2 separate regions of the Mus musculus genome follow, and region 1 is linked to region 2. Evidence: chromatin contacts called from public promoter capture Hi-C data. All regions are on one chromosome and are shown on one strand. The core of a region is the stretch at or near the end of the contact, and the rest is flanking DNA. Distances in the headings are between cores, read along the strand shown. Region 1 holds the start of Kif15 (kinesin family member 15). Region 2 holds the start of Rpl14 (ribosomal protein L14).

Evidence for each region. Promoter capture Hi-C pulls out the DNA fragments that hold promoters and counts their contacts.
Region 1: a promoter capture Hi-C map of liver shows a contact between it and region 2, with 4 times the contacts expected there. The contact joins the promoter of Kif15 here to the promoter of Rpl14 in region 2. A contact is called at or near these places in 2 of 39 promoter capture datasets (liver and pre-B cells).

Annotation. Positions count from the first base shown.
Region 1 is chr9:122,947,447-122,953,614 of GRCm38.p6, reverse strand. Kif15 (kinesin family member 15) reads right to left here and starts at 2,534. Exons shown (of 35, transcript NM_010620.1): 1 at 2,463-2,534. The coding sequence starts at 2,481. It overlaps 1110059G10Rik (RIKEN cDNA 1110059G10 gene), which reads left to right and starts at 2,615. Exons shown (of 3, transcript NM_025419.4): 1 at 2,615-2,810; 2 at 4,546-4,690; 3 at 5,507-6,168. The coding sequence starts at 2,703. The coding sequence ends at 5,721.
Region 2 is chr9:120,569,812-120,576,337 of GRCm38.p6, reverse strand. Rpl14 (ribosomal protein L14) reads right to left here and starts at 4,821. Exons shown (of 6, transcript NM_025974.2): 1 at 4,797-4,821; 2 at 4,141-4,242; 3 at 3,476-3,570; 4 at 2,663-2,762; 5 at 2,521-2,574; 6 at 1,685-2,243. The coding sequence starts at 4,799. The coding sequence ends at 1,944.

The DNA.
Region 1 (6,168 bases), core at 1,285-3,784, 2.4 Mb before region 2:
CCCCAACAAATAGGCATGTGTGTACATGTTTGTGTTGAGTTACAAAGAGTCACGAAAGAAAACGTTTAACCCTCCACCCCAACAGTGAAGAGTTTCAGGGAAGAGGCCTCTGGTGCATGGCTTGAAACTGACCACCTCAGAGGCAGAGGAAGGAGGATCTCAGAGTTAGAGGTCAGTCTGGTTTATAAACCAAGTACCAGGATGTCGGAAACTATGCAGAGATTTTGTCTTAAAAAACAAACAAACAAGCAAACAAACTTCAGAGAAGTAGGCAGCTCTGGTATAATTCCTGAAACCTGAAAAGATGTATTGAGAAATGCTAGGACTTGAACACAGGCATTCTGGAATTCTTATTTCCTACCATCAGCCACCTCACTATACTATCTGTTGACCCAAGGTTAAAGTATAAAGTCTTATTATGAGGCTATCATAAAGTTGTGGCTTTACAAGGAAATCCTCTGTATACATTCACTGTACATCTTTTTCAACTTTGAGGTCATTTTTGTGTCTGCCTAGAAACATGTTAAACACTATTCATAGGTGTTTTACTCATGATAATTCAACTTAGAAACCCAAGTTCAAAAAAAAAAAAGAGTGAACTAAAGGGCAATCAAAAGGAGAACAAGTTGTAACATGCTTACCTAGTACAACACTAAACAGCAGTGATAGCTGCTGCTGCCTATCATGTGCCCACAGGCACAAAGTGTCAGGACAGTTACTACAACAAGAAAAAGAATATATGTACCATGCTCATGAGCTTCAAGAATAGGTAAAACTAATCGGTGAGGGTAGAAATCAGAAGACTGGCTGAGGCCGAAGGAGTTACTGACTGACTACAAGGCTATCGCTGTCCTAGCACTTGGGAGGTGAAATCCTGAGGATCAGAAGCTCCAGGCCCTGTCTGGCTTCACAGAAACCTTAAGACGAGCCTAGATTTTAAAAAGAATTTAAGCTCTATCATGTACTAGTTTGTACGCTTAAATTCTCTTACTGCTGAAGAGGTAGAGGAGACAGGCTACTTTAAATAGAGGAAAAGATCACACAGAGCTGTTCAAATATCAGTGTAATAGACTTAAAGGGTTACTAAAACAATTCATCAGGAAACAATAACAATTGACAAAGAGCTACAAACATGAACACTATTGTAAATTTCAAATGTATAATTTCACAATTTTCTCAAGTATCTCATTTTATTCTCAAATCTTATAATCAGCCGAAAAACAAAGGAAAAAAAAAAAAACCACACATGCCAGCACCCATATTCAGAAGCTCACAACCACTCATAATGCTAGCTCTAGAGTATCCAACCACTCCACGGCCATCTTCACCCACACAAGCAACCTACACACAAACTACACTCGCAGCTGTGCACACATATACACATGCATGTGCACTCACATACACACCAATAATTAAAAATAATTTAAGAAAGATAATAGGCAATATAAGAGGTGGCACTCATATACGTTGGAAGTGGGGGATTAAATCAATCTCTTTGTGATGAAAACAGATTAATATATATATTAGTCTACTCATAATCTGCACTTCTTTTTTCTATGTTTTTTTCCTCAGCCATCAATCACAATCTAAAACAACTAAATAGAAAATTCAGAATGAAACAATTTCTAAGCCTTTTTTTTTTTTTTTTTTTAAACAAGGTCTCAATATAAAGCCTCATGCTACACAACTCTTTTTAGCCAGGTACTATAAACACTACTCTCCTAACAGTCTCAGCCATTTGTTATTAGATCAAGTGGCTATATCACAATGCTTGTGTTCAAGTGACTTTTGGATACTAACTCTGTCATACTGTCTACAGAATTTCTCTCAGCAAGTAGACACCGTAGAATCTCATAGGATAAAAGACCGGTATAATAAGACACTATGTCAAAGACTACTTTCAAATAACTATTACTGTCTATTACTATAATTGAGGCAAAGACTACTTTCAAATAACTATTACTGTCTATTACTATAATTGAGGTATTTTAGTATTAGCTAATCTTAGTACACTTAGTTTACAGAGCACATTATCTATAGGGTTCTGTACTAAGATACAGTTCTGGTTTCAGGAACTCATGAAGTCTTGCATGAAGAATGGGAACTGTTGTAAAGGGACCGTTGCAATTCGCTTTAAAGTTCCCTCCTCTGAGGGTAGGCCACCGAAGGGAACACAAATCCCTTCCCTTCAAAAAAGGCAGAAATAGGTAATCAAGCATCAAGTGCAGCGCAAGGGCCGCCCTCAGGACACCAGAAGCCAGCAAGGAAACAGCAGGGTCCCATGCACAGAGAAGAGCGCTCGGGTGTAGGGTGGCCGAGGCGGGACGCCCGCGCTCCGTGAGGAACTCGGGTTCCCACTGCGTGTGCCGTCGTCGCCCTCGCGGGGCGCCCTAAGAGGTGACGCCCCGTAGCACCGGCATCTGCCAGCGGCGATGAGTTCACCAGGCAGGCTCGCAACTTACATTTGCAGCCGGGGGCCATGGCGACCCCGTCCGAGATTCGCTTACGCCAGGACCACCAGAATCCTCCCTTCAAGATGGCCGCAGATTTGAATTTGGCGCCCCAACGGACCACGCCTCCTGGGCGTGGTCGGATGGCGTCACTAACACGGTCTACGTCAGAAGTCCGCGCGGGCGACAGACACTTTGTACCCTGCCAAGTCTGCCGAGTGCTATTTATTGTTGGTCAGAACCAGAACTACCATGAGCAAGCGGAACCAAGTGTCCTATGTGCGGCCCGCAGAGCCCGCCTTCCTGTCCCGCTTCAAAGAGAGAGTCGGCTACAAGGAGGGGCCCACCGTAGAGACCAAGGTGAGGCCGCGGGAGTCGCCCCGAGTCAGACCCTCTATCTCCACCCCACTTCCGGCTCCTCGGTGCCGACGTAACTGACAGGTCCCTCACTCGCGACCAGCCGGACCCCAGGTCTGGCCTCTCGGGTCCAGGAATTCTTACTTGCAGGGTGCTATTCTTGAAAACGACCTAGCCCTAGTAGCTAGTCTAGACAGCTTTTCTGTCCTTTCTTACTTGCGGATCTCACTTTACCTGAGCAAGGTGATTGACAGCGTCGTCCCCTTTTTCAGATAAGGAGACCGAAGCCACTTGATTAAACGACTCGAATCAGGAGTCTTTGAAGGAATCAGCCAGGACTAGTAGAACCCCTGCTGTTTACCAAGCTGTGTGTCTCAAGATAGGGAAATGAAACAGTACTTCTCAAAGGGGGTTGTCTAATGAAGGTAACATTGAAAACACAATGCGTTCTTGCTGCCGAGAAGCTATGCACAGGTCAAACAAGAGGACATGCAGTTGTGTTCAAAAGCGCATCTAGGGATTCTTTAGTTTTGAGGGCTAGCTATGTAAGAGATGGCCTGGAGCATCCTAGACACAGTTTGAGAAAAAAAGACAGACATAATGGACAGTTGAGTACTCAAACTTAGTTGTCTAGACTCTTAGAAGCTGTGAAAGTTACATGGGATAAAATATAGTAGTGGGCAAAGGCCAAGTCATGCAGGGTATTCCCCATAAGATGACTGCCCAAAATTAAATATTAGACAGTTGCTTGAAAAATGAGATAATTCTGTATTTATCTCAAAGTATGCAAAACCTTTCTTAGTTAAAAAGTAGAAATGTTTTGACTTAGCTGACAAAATATAATTGTTACATTTGTACAGTGAGTACTAGGTTTCTGTTTGATAAATTTCAAAAGTTAAACAATTATGTACAGTATTGTTTATGTACAAAACCTTTTATATAACTATTTGTGTGTCCTTGAATAGCAGCTAATAGTATCTGCTGGGCAGTGGTGGCACATGTCTTTGAATCCTAGAACTCAGAATGAAGAAGCAGGCAGATCTCTGACTTCCAGACCAGCCTGATCTACAAATGGAGTTGCAGGGCAATGAAGGCTAAACAGAGGAAACCCTGTCTTGAAAAACAAACAAAGATATCTACAAAACTGAAGCTGTTAGTATATCAAATGAGCAGAGGTAGGGGAAAATATAATTTTCCTGTTATTTTCTGTACTTTTGTGGCTTGGATGGTAAAGTCAGGTTGTTGGTGTTTTGTTGGTTTTTGTTGTTGTTGTTTTATCAAATCCAGACAAGACAGGGATGAAAAATATTGATTAGAAAAGAGGAAGCAAGATGATGTGGCACTGCCTTCAATAGTCTAGATAGAAATTAATCCCACTGGAGAAGTTTCCCAGTTTCTGTTTTCTGGTATAGTAAAAATAAACTCTTTGGAGTTTATTTTTAATTAAAATTTTATCTTCTATTCATTTCAAGGATCATTATCCATTTTGCTTTTGTTCTAGTTTTGCTTGTTTGTTTGTTTTGTTATCAAGACAGGGTTTCTCTTTGTAGTCTTGGCTGGCCTGGAAATCACTGTGTAGACCAGGCTGGCCTCAAACTCACAGAGATCGGTCTGCCTCTGCCTCCTGAGTGCTAGGATTAAAGGTATACACAACCACTGCCCAGCCCACTTCACTTTAAAAATTACAGTTGCTCACAATGGCAGTGTTTGGTTAAAGATTATCAAACATTTTCTGTAGAAAATCCAGCCTCAGCTCCCAGATGAAGATGGCAATCACAGTGACAAAGAAGATGAACAGCCTCAAGTAGTGGTTTTAAAAAAGGGAGACCTAACAGCTGAAGAGGTCATGAAAATTAAAGCAGAAATAAAGGCTGCCAAAACAGGTATATCCTAAAATAATCTGATTTTTTTAATTGAATAGAATGGTTTGAAGAAAGCCTTTGGTTCAAGCATTAGCTTTTGTACCAGATGTGTAACCTTGAGCAAGTGATTTCACTCTGTGCCTCAAGTATCACTTCAGTGAAATAGAAAATAAGTAGACTGACCTTAGTGTACTGTATAAAGTATCCTATTGCTAAAATAGGCCAACCAGTCAATAGATATCTGTGTAATTAGTGCCTGAAGTATACTGTGTTATGTATAGTACTTGGTTTTTGGAGGTTTTTTTTTTTTGGGGGGGGGGGGGTTCGAGACAGGGTTTCTCTGTGTAGCCCTGGCTGTCCTGGAACTCACTTTGTAAACCAGGCTGGCCTCGAACTTAGAAATCTGCCTGTCTCTGCCTGCTGAGTGCTGGGATTAAAGCCGTGCGCCACCACACCCGGCTTTGTATAATACTTGTATTATTCCTATTGCATTGTTTTATGGAAAAATACTGTGGTTCCAAACAATTCAAAAATACAACCTTATGAGCTGGAAATACAGCTCAATAGTAGAGCATACATGAGGTCTAAGTGCAGGCCTCTTCATCTTCACTGTAATCAGATGGGGACTAAATATTATGGAAAACTTTAGTGAGTTTTTATTGAGTGACTGCATGTGCTGGGGGGGGGGGGGTTATAACTAAAAGCAATAGAGAAGACCAGACCAAATTGATTCAAAGACATCGTTAAGTACAGAATAAGATTTTCTTGTCATTAGACTCTTTGTTAACAGCAAAATAAAGAGAAAAAAAATGCTTCAATTTATCTTTTTCATCACAGATGAAGAACCACCTCCAGCTGATGGAAGAATAGTTTATCGAAAACCAGTTAAGCGTTCCTCAGATGAAAAGTGTTCAGGTTTAACAGCAAGCTCCAAAAAGAAGAAAACCAATGAAGATGATGTAAATAAGCAAAGTTCAGTTAGAAAGAACTCACAAAAACAAATAAAAAATAGCAGTCTCCTTTCTTTTGACAGTGAAGATGAAAATGAGTAAATATGAATATTGTGGACTTGGTTTCCTGTTTTTAAAAATACTGCTTTTGCTCCATCTTCAAGTGACACTGTACTACATGTTCATTGCAGAAGAACTCAGAAATACAGGGAGCGATTTCATAAAGTAAACCTACCCATTCCTGCCCCTTTGTTTGGAATGCCAGACATTCACTACTGCTAATGCTTTTTATTGTCTCCCTCCTATGGGTATGTATATATGTATATTGCATTTTTAAACAAAACTGAGATTGTTATATTTCTTCTTTGTCCTTCTTTCTTAGAATTACATTTGTAGAATTTTCTGATGTTGTTTATTTCAAAATCTAACATTAAAGGCTTCCAGAGGATTTCATAAATAGATCTGTCTTAGTCACTGTTCTGTTGCTGAGAAGAGATGACATGACAGCTCTTATAAAAGAAGGCATTTAATTAGGGGCTTGCTCACAGT
Region 2 (6,526 bases), core at 3,572-6,071:
CGAAAACAAAAGACAGACAGACAGACAGACAGACAGGCAGAAAGAAAGAAAGGAAGAAAGAAAGAAGAAAGTCAGTCAGGCCCCTGGAGCTCAGAAGCCAGAAAAGCAAAGTGAGACCTTGTTTCCTGAAAGTTATCAAGTCCACAGCAGTCCCAACGCTAAGAAATCCTTCATAAATACCCCTGAAAACCAATCACCAAATACCTCACTGAAGTAACCATGCTTTTGAAACTGCTGGCTCCCAGGCACTGTTGTCCTTGATTTCAGTCCCCTCCTCCCCTGTCCCCTTACCTCAGGCTATACCAGTAAAGCCAGTTCCAGGTGCTAAGTTCTTAACCACCAGCATTTCAGTGCAAAAGGACTTGGCCCTCCTGCCAGCAGCCAACCTGAGTATACCTAGATATGGGCTCTGTTGCAGAAATCCACTTCCTGCAGTCCTTTAATTCCCAGCCCTGGGAAGAAAACTGCTGCTTCCTGACAAATCACTTGCTAGTTCAAAACAATACCCATTCTACCCCACTCCCGTGTGCAGACCAGGAATCCTGGGTGGCAAGGCTGGAAATGTCAAGATTACAGTTGAGTGTTGTCTACTTTCCCACAAGCCTCAACAGGCCACCTTTCGGACTATCTACAATTCTACCATGTAGAATTCTTGCCGGCAATGCTCTGGGGGGTGTGGGGAGGGTGCTGTTTAATGAAGCCAGACTCTCTTTTTCCTACTAAATTCTGTGGGGTGAATTATCCCAGTCTGTATGCTTTAATCCCTTTCTCAGAATCCCTAAATATGAGCCCATGAACAGGTGGCTTATGAAATATGGGATCACCACCTTCCTGATAGCAGAGTAAGTGCCTAGACACGTGTTTTCAACTTCCTTCCCACTAAGCCAATCAGGACTGGCTAAACTGAAGTACCAGTTTGGGGTTTTTTGATTTTGGTTTTTCGAGGCAGGGTTTCTGTGTACCTCTGGCTGTCCTGGAACTCACTTTGTAGACCAGGCTGGCCGTGAACTCAGAAATCCACCTGCCTCTGCTTCGAGTGCTGGGATTAAAGGCGTGCCGCCACCACACCTGGCCCAGTTTTTGTTTTAATCACATGACCTACCTCAGTTCCAGTTGTCACTTCCCATTCTCTTCAGGAGCCCTGTACCTTCCTGTCCCTGGCTGCCTCAAAGGTTCACACCCATCTCTGCCTCACGTCCCTTTCTCAAAGGCTAAGAGGACTACTCCACATTGCACTATTTCCTAGAAATAGCCTGAATCCTGCCCTCAATCTTCCACCTGCTATTTCACAGGGTAGACGCAGAGCCCACAAATGCTGTTGACAATGACAGGACTCCCCCCATGCAGGGTCATTCCCACCTGGTATTCCAGTGTCCACCTGTCCAGGTGTAAACTGTGGACAACAAGACTCAAAAGCACCCAGTGTGCTGGGAATAACCCTGCAAGTAATCCACCCCCACTTCTCACAAATAACACTTCCTGCTTTTCAGGAGTCCACCCTTTGTGAGGACCAAGATTCTCTCCAATCATCCACTTTCCTAGAAATATTCAAAGCCTGTTTTATAATCCAAAATTATCAAAATCATGCTGTGGAAAGAGAAGAAATGCCAAATGTATCACACATGCGAGGCAGGCAAGCCCAGCCCCACGTATCTTTCAACAATTATACTCGACTATGGTTCATCAAAATGAAGGAATTCCACCCGTTGGTGGGAAATTTATTTGTTAGGGTTAACGACACTGTTGTACTGTCATGGTACCCCCTGTATAAAGGATCAGTTTGACTCTGGCTGTATGCTAAGTACTAAGGCCTGGGTAGAATGAGTTTAAGTAGCCCATCCTATCTACAATCCCACCAGTCTATTTCCCACTTGGCGACAAGCTTAGAGTCCACACATGAGATTTACCACCGTCAAAAAGAACCTTTATTATTCTGTGTAGCCTCACGCTTTCTTGCCAGCCGCCTTTGGAGCAGGTGCTTTCTGGGCTGGGGTCTTCTGACCCTTCTGACCTTTAGCAGGAGGTGCTGCCTTCTGGCCTGCAGCCTTCTGAGCAGGAGCCTTCTGGCCTGCAGCCTTCTTGCCTGGTCCTGTGGCCTTCTTGGCTGGGACTTTAGCTTTAGCAGCAGCAGCAGCTGCAGCCGCCGCAATGGCAGCTTTGGCCACAGCTGCTTTTTTGGGAGAAGCTTTCAGGATAGCAGCTCTTTGAAGTTTCTTTACTTCAGTCTTGATTATTCTGTTCCTCTGAAAAAACACAGAAGAGCACTTGCTACACTCACACAACAATACGCCTTATGTCCATTGTTAGAAATTAAACTGCTTCCACACACATAAACTATAGAGAGATTATTTCCAAGACTCATTTGGTCATTAAGCCAGCTACTTTTACCCTGAGCAATCTTGCTGGCCCTAACCTATCAAGAGCTATAAACATCAATTACACACAACACCACAAAATAGGGACTGGCTACTCTTCCCTCATTACCCTACAGCCAATATAAATGTACATCTGAAGACTTACCATTTTCTTTGCCTTCATGACCTTGAAACGATCAAAGTCTGTCATCTTGGCTTTCTGTTAAAAGAAAAACAAAACTCAACTGATCTCCCCTGACATCTCAAGCACATCCCGCCCTCCAGAACTCAAAGCTTTGTGCCTTTACCCTTTCTCTGGCATCAATTTTCTTGGCCCATCTTGTGGCTGCCCATTTCGTATTGATATCCGCCTTCTCCCAAGCTTTTCGGACATACTTCTGGCGGGCACTATGAAGATCAAGTCACATATTACTCAATCAGCTTTATGGTAGGTCATGTCAAAAAAATATTTCAAAGTACACTTACCACTGCTCACACGTGTGCATAAAACCATGTCCCTTTGTAAATAACAAAAGCTGCTCCTTACACCTGCTATATTTTGCACATTAACTTGGCTAAGTTTCTTAACCACTAAAAACTTCTGCGCTTCGGTGAACCCTAGATTCACCTGTAGTCACTCCGGTACATGGTGACCATAACCACTCCACCAGCACCCCTCAGTTGGCATCTGTCTCAGAGACCACCCAGGTTAAATCCACTCTGTGGTGGCTCATTACAGCAGGTGCTTCATTGTACCAATCATTGCTGATGACAACCACACAGTGCTGCAGGACAGTCTTAATCTGCACCCCTCTAAAACACAACAAACCCCATCACTAAGGTGACTCAGACCAGAAGACTGCAAATTTGGGGCCAATTTGGATATATGAGAGCAGACATTTTCACGGAACTTATTGTGTGTGTGTGTGTGTGGGGGGGGGGGAGACACGGGACCCAAACAGGAACTTCATAATGGCAAAACGACCTGGGCAATTTTAAGTCAGTAAGTCTGTTTGTTAGATATAGGCCCCTTTCCTTGGTTGGCTCCAAACCATCTGTATTATCCGTGTATATATAGACTGTGGCACCAAACTGAAAAGCAACTTAGAACAAGGTGTTACCTGTGTGGGAACTTGAGGATGAAGTCAGTGAGCTGCATGCATTTGAAGGGCATGGCCTGCCTCCTCACCCGAGTACAGGGTCCATCCACTAAAGCCTAGGATACAAAATCAAGGACCTCAGACAGGCATCTAAAGTTCAAGATGGCTGTAACCTCTACGTAATTTCTAGCCCTTTCTGGACGAAATGTACATTACCATTCAAATGAAGAAAATGCACGTTTGTGAACCCAGTATCCTAAAAGCCTCCACTGTGGTATTTTCAGACAAGGTCAAGCAGCCCAGGCTAGTGGCAAACTCCTGCTTCTCCTACCTTATCCTCCCAGAGCCTGAGGTAGCAGGAGCCACATCTATCTTTAGAATCCAGGGACTCTAGCAAGCACTCTACCAACAGAGCCGCACCTCCAGCTCACTGAAGTCTTCTCAGTTACCTCATTTAAACTCACCTGCATTTGCCTGCCTCGTTTACCCGGTGAATTAGTGCTGTAAGATGAGCTAACTCTACCCAGTGCTTCAAACTCCGTGGCCAGTGTTTCCTCAATGGTAAACCTGTAATCTAAAGAACTCCACCCAAGGACCACTCTAGCTACCCTGAGTAACATCTACGGTGCTGTCGATCTTACGGCCACGTTAAATAAAGATTGTAAAATACTCCGTCCCACACGTACCCTGTTCTGATCAATGACATCTACAATTGCGACCAGCTTTCCAGCATGGGGCCCGAAGGAAATGTAGGCCACCCGGCCAACCTCCACGTAACGCCTGAACACCTAAAACAGGAAAAGAAACAAGGGTTGGCTTTAAATATTCCAAGTCCGCTGCTTACCGGCAACACAGGGCTCGGGGCCGCCCTGGGAGACGAGTTTGAACTTAGTAGCCAGCATTTTTTAACTTCAAGTATCCCGTGGCCACTTTCCCAGCACACGAGCTCCCTGGATCCGCTCTTACCCATGTTTGATACTCCTTTAGTTCTCATACAATTAATTCATCGTTCAATCCACTGAACCACTCCCCGGTTCGCTTTTTCCGGAGAAAAAGAACTGAAGGGAGCTCATGAGGAGCCAGGCCGCCGGGCAGGTCCGAGGCCGCAGCAGCGCCGCCATCCCCGGACCTCAGGCCCAGCCACTCCCGCCACTGCGCACGCGTGGCCCCGGTAGTGCGGTCCACGCGAGCCGCGCTCCCTGCGGGCTGGGTTCCACGCCCCGCTGCCTCCCCACGCGCTGGCCGGGTCGCGCAGAGCCACTCCACGCCGGGGCTCCCCCGCCCGGGGCAGAAGACGGGCGTCGCGACGGCCGCACTCGGAGCTCTCGGCACACACACTCACCATGTTGGCGGCGCTCAGCGAGAAGAGAGAGGGCCCGCCCTGCCGTGCGCATGTGTCGGCAGAAGCCCCGCCCCCGACGTCCAGCGTGCCCACCGATTGGTCGACGGGGAAACGTGCGTGCTTTTACGCATGCTCACTGGGTTATGACATGGCGGTTCCGGCTCTCTATGGACTGCTTCTCCTCAGACACGTGCAGTGAGCTTGGCGTTGTAATTTCTCCTTTCTATTTTGTTTGGGTTTGGGATTTTGGGGACAAGGCCTTTTAGTGTAGGCCTTCCACACTGTATAATCCAAGCAGGCTCGCTCGCAGCAATGCTCCTGCCTCAGTCTCCCAAATGTTGGCATGACAGGGCGGTCACTCCTGAGAACTTTAGGGATAGGAAGGACTCATAGGATGAACTGTCTGTCCCCAGCCCACTTCCCTTTTCTTCTGTATACACAGGATATAATTAAGACACAGCCGAGGGTGCTGGCGCTCGCCCTTAATCCCAGCCCTCGGGAGGCAGAGGCGGAAGCAAATCTGGATTTAAGGCCGCTTCCCCTACCAAGGAGACATACTGAGACATTGTCTTAAAAGTCCAAAGACACAGGGCTGGAGAGATGACTCAGCTGTTAAGAGCACTGACTGCGCTTCCAGAGGTCCTGAGTTCAAATCCCAACAATCATATGGTGGCTCACAACCATCTGTAGTGAGATCTGACGCCCTCTTCTGGGGTGTCTGAAGACAGCTACAGTGTACTTACATATAATAAATAGGCCGGGGGGTGGGGGGAGGCGGGCGGGGGAAAGGGAATATATTTCACAGATATGCCTCTTATGGAGGCATTCCTCCAAGTGGGGCTCCCTCCTCCCAGAGGACCCTAGCTGTGTCAAGTAAACAAGAGCAAAGGAGCACACTGGGTGCCTTCCTCAGTCACTCTTCTTCCGGTCTTTATGAGACAGCCTCTCACTGAACCCAGAGTTTGCCAGTTCAGATAGGCATGCTGGTCACTGAGCCCCAGGGGCACACTTGTCTCTACCTCCCCAGGATGACCACTGCAGGCCATCGATCCTAACTCTTCCTAACTCTTCATGTGTGTGATGGGGATCCAAATTCAGGCCTTTACAACATTAAGCACTTTACATACTCTTTTATGTGTGTGGAGGAATAGTCCCCTTGGAGGCCATTAAAGCTAGAGCTATGAATGAGCTGGAAACAGAACTCAAGAAAGCATTCAACTGCTAGTCATCTCTGTGGCTCTGAACGAACCCCATTTCAGACATTTTATTTTATTTTATTTTATTTTATTTTATTTTATTTTATGTGTATGGGTGTTTGTGAGCACCAAGCGCAAACAAACTTAGTACCTGCAGAGGCCAGGAGAGGGCATCACATCCTCTGGAACAGGAGTTAACAGAAGATTATGAGCTGCCAGCCTCTCTCAATAAATTCCTCATCCTAACGAGTCTGCTTTTGCTGAAGAGTGAAGCGGTACTGAGTGAGGAATCCCAAGGAAAAGCTCTCAGTCAGGACAGATGCCGAGAGCTCAGTGAAAAGATGTTCCAGACAAGAGGGACGGAGAATCCTTGCCACCTGCAACTCATGCACTCGGCCGGCGGGTCCTGGAGAGCTCGGTCCTGGAAAGCTTCACTGCCGGGAGCTTGGGGGATGAGACAGGAACCAACCAGCAGTGGACTCGGGAGTGTGGCAGAGCAGGGAAGAGTTTTCCTGGGGCACGTGGGAACCAGGA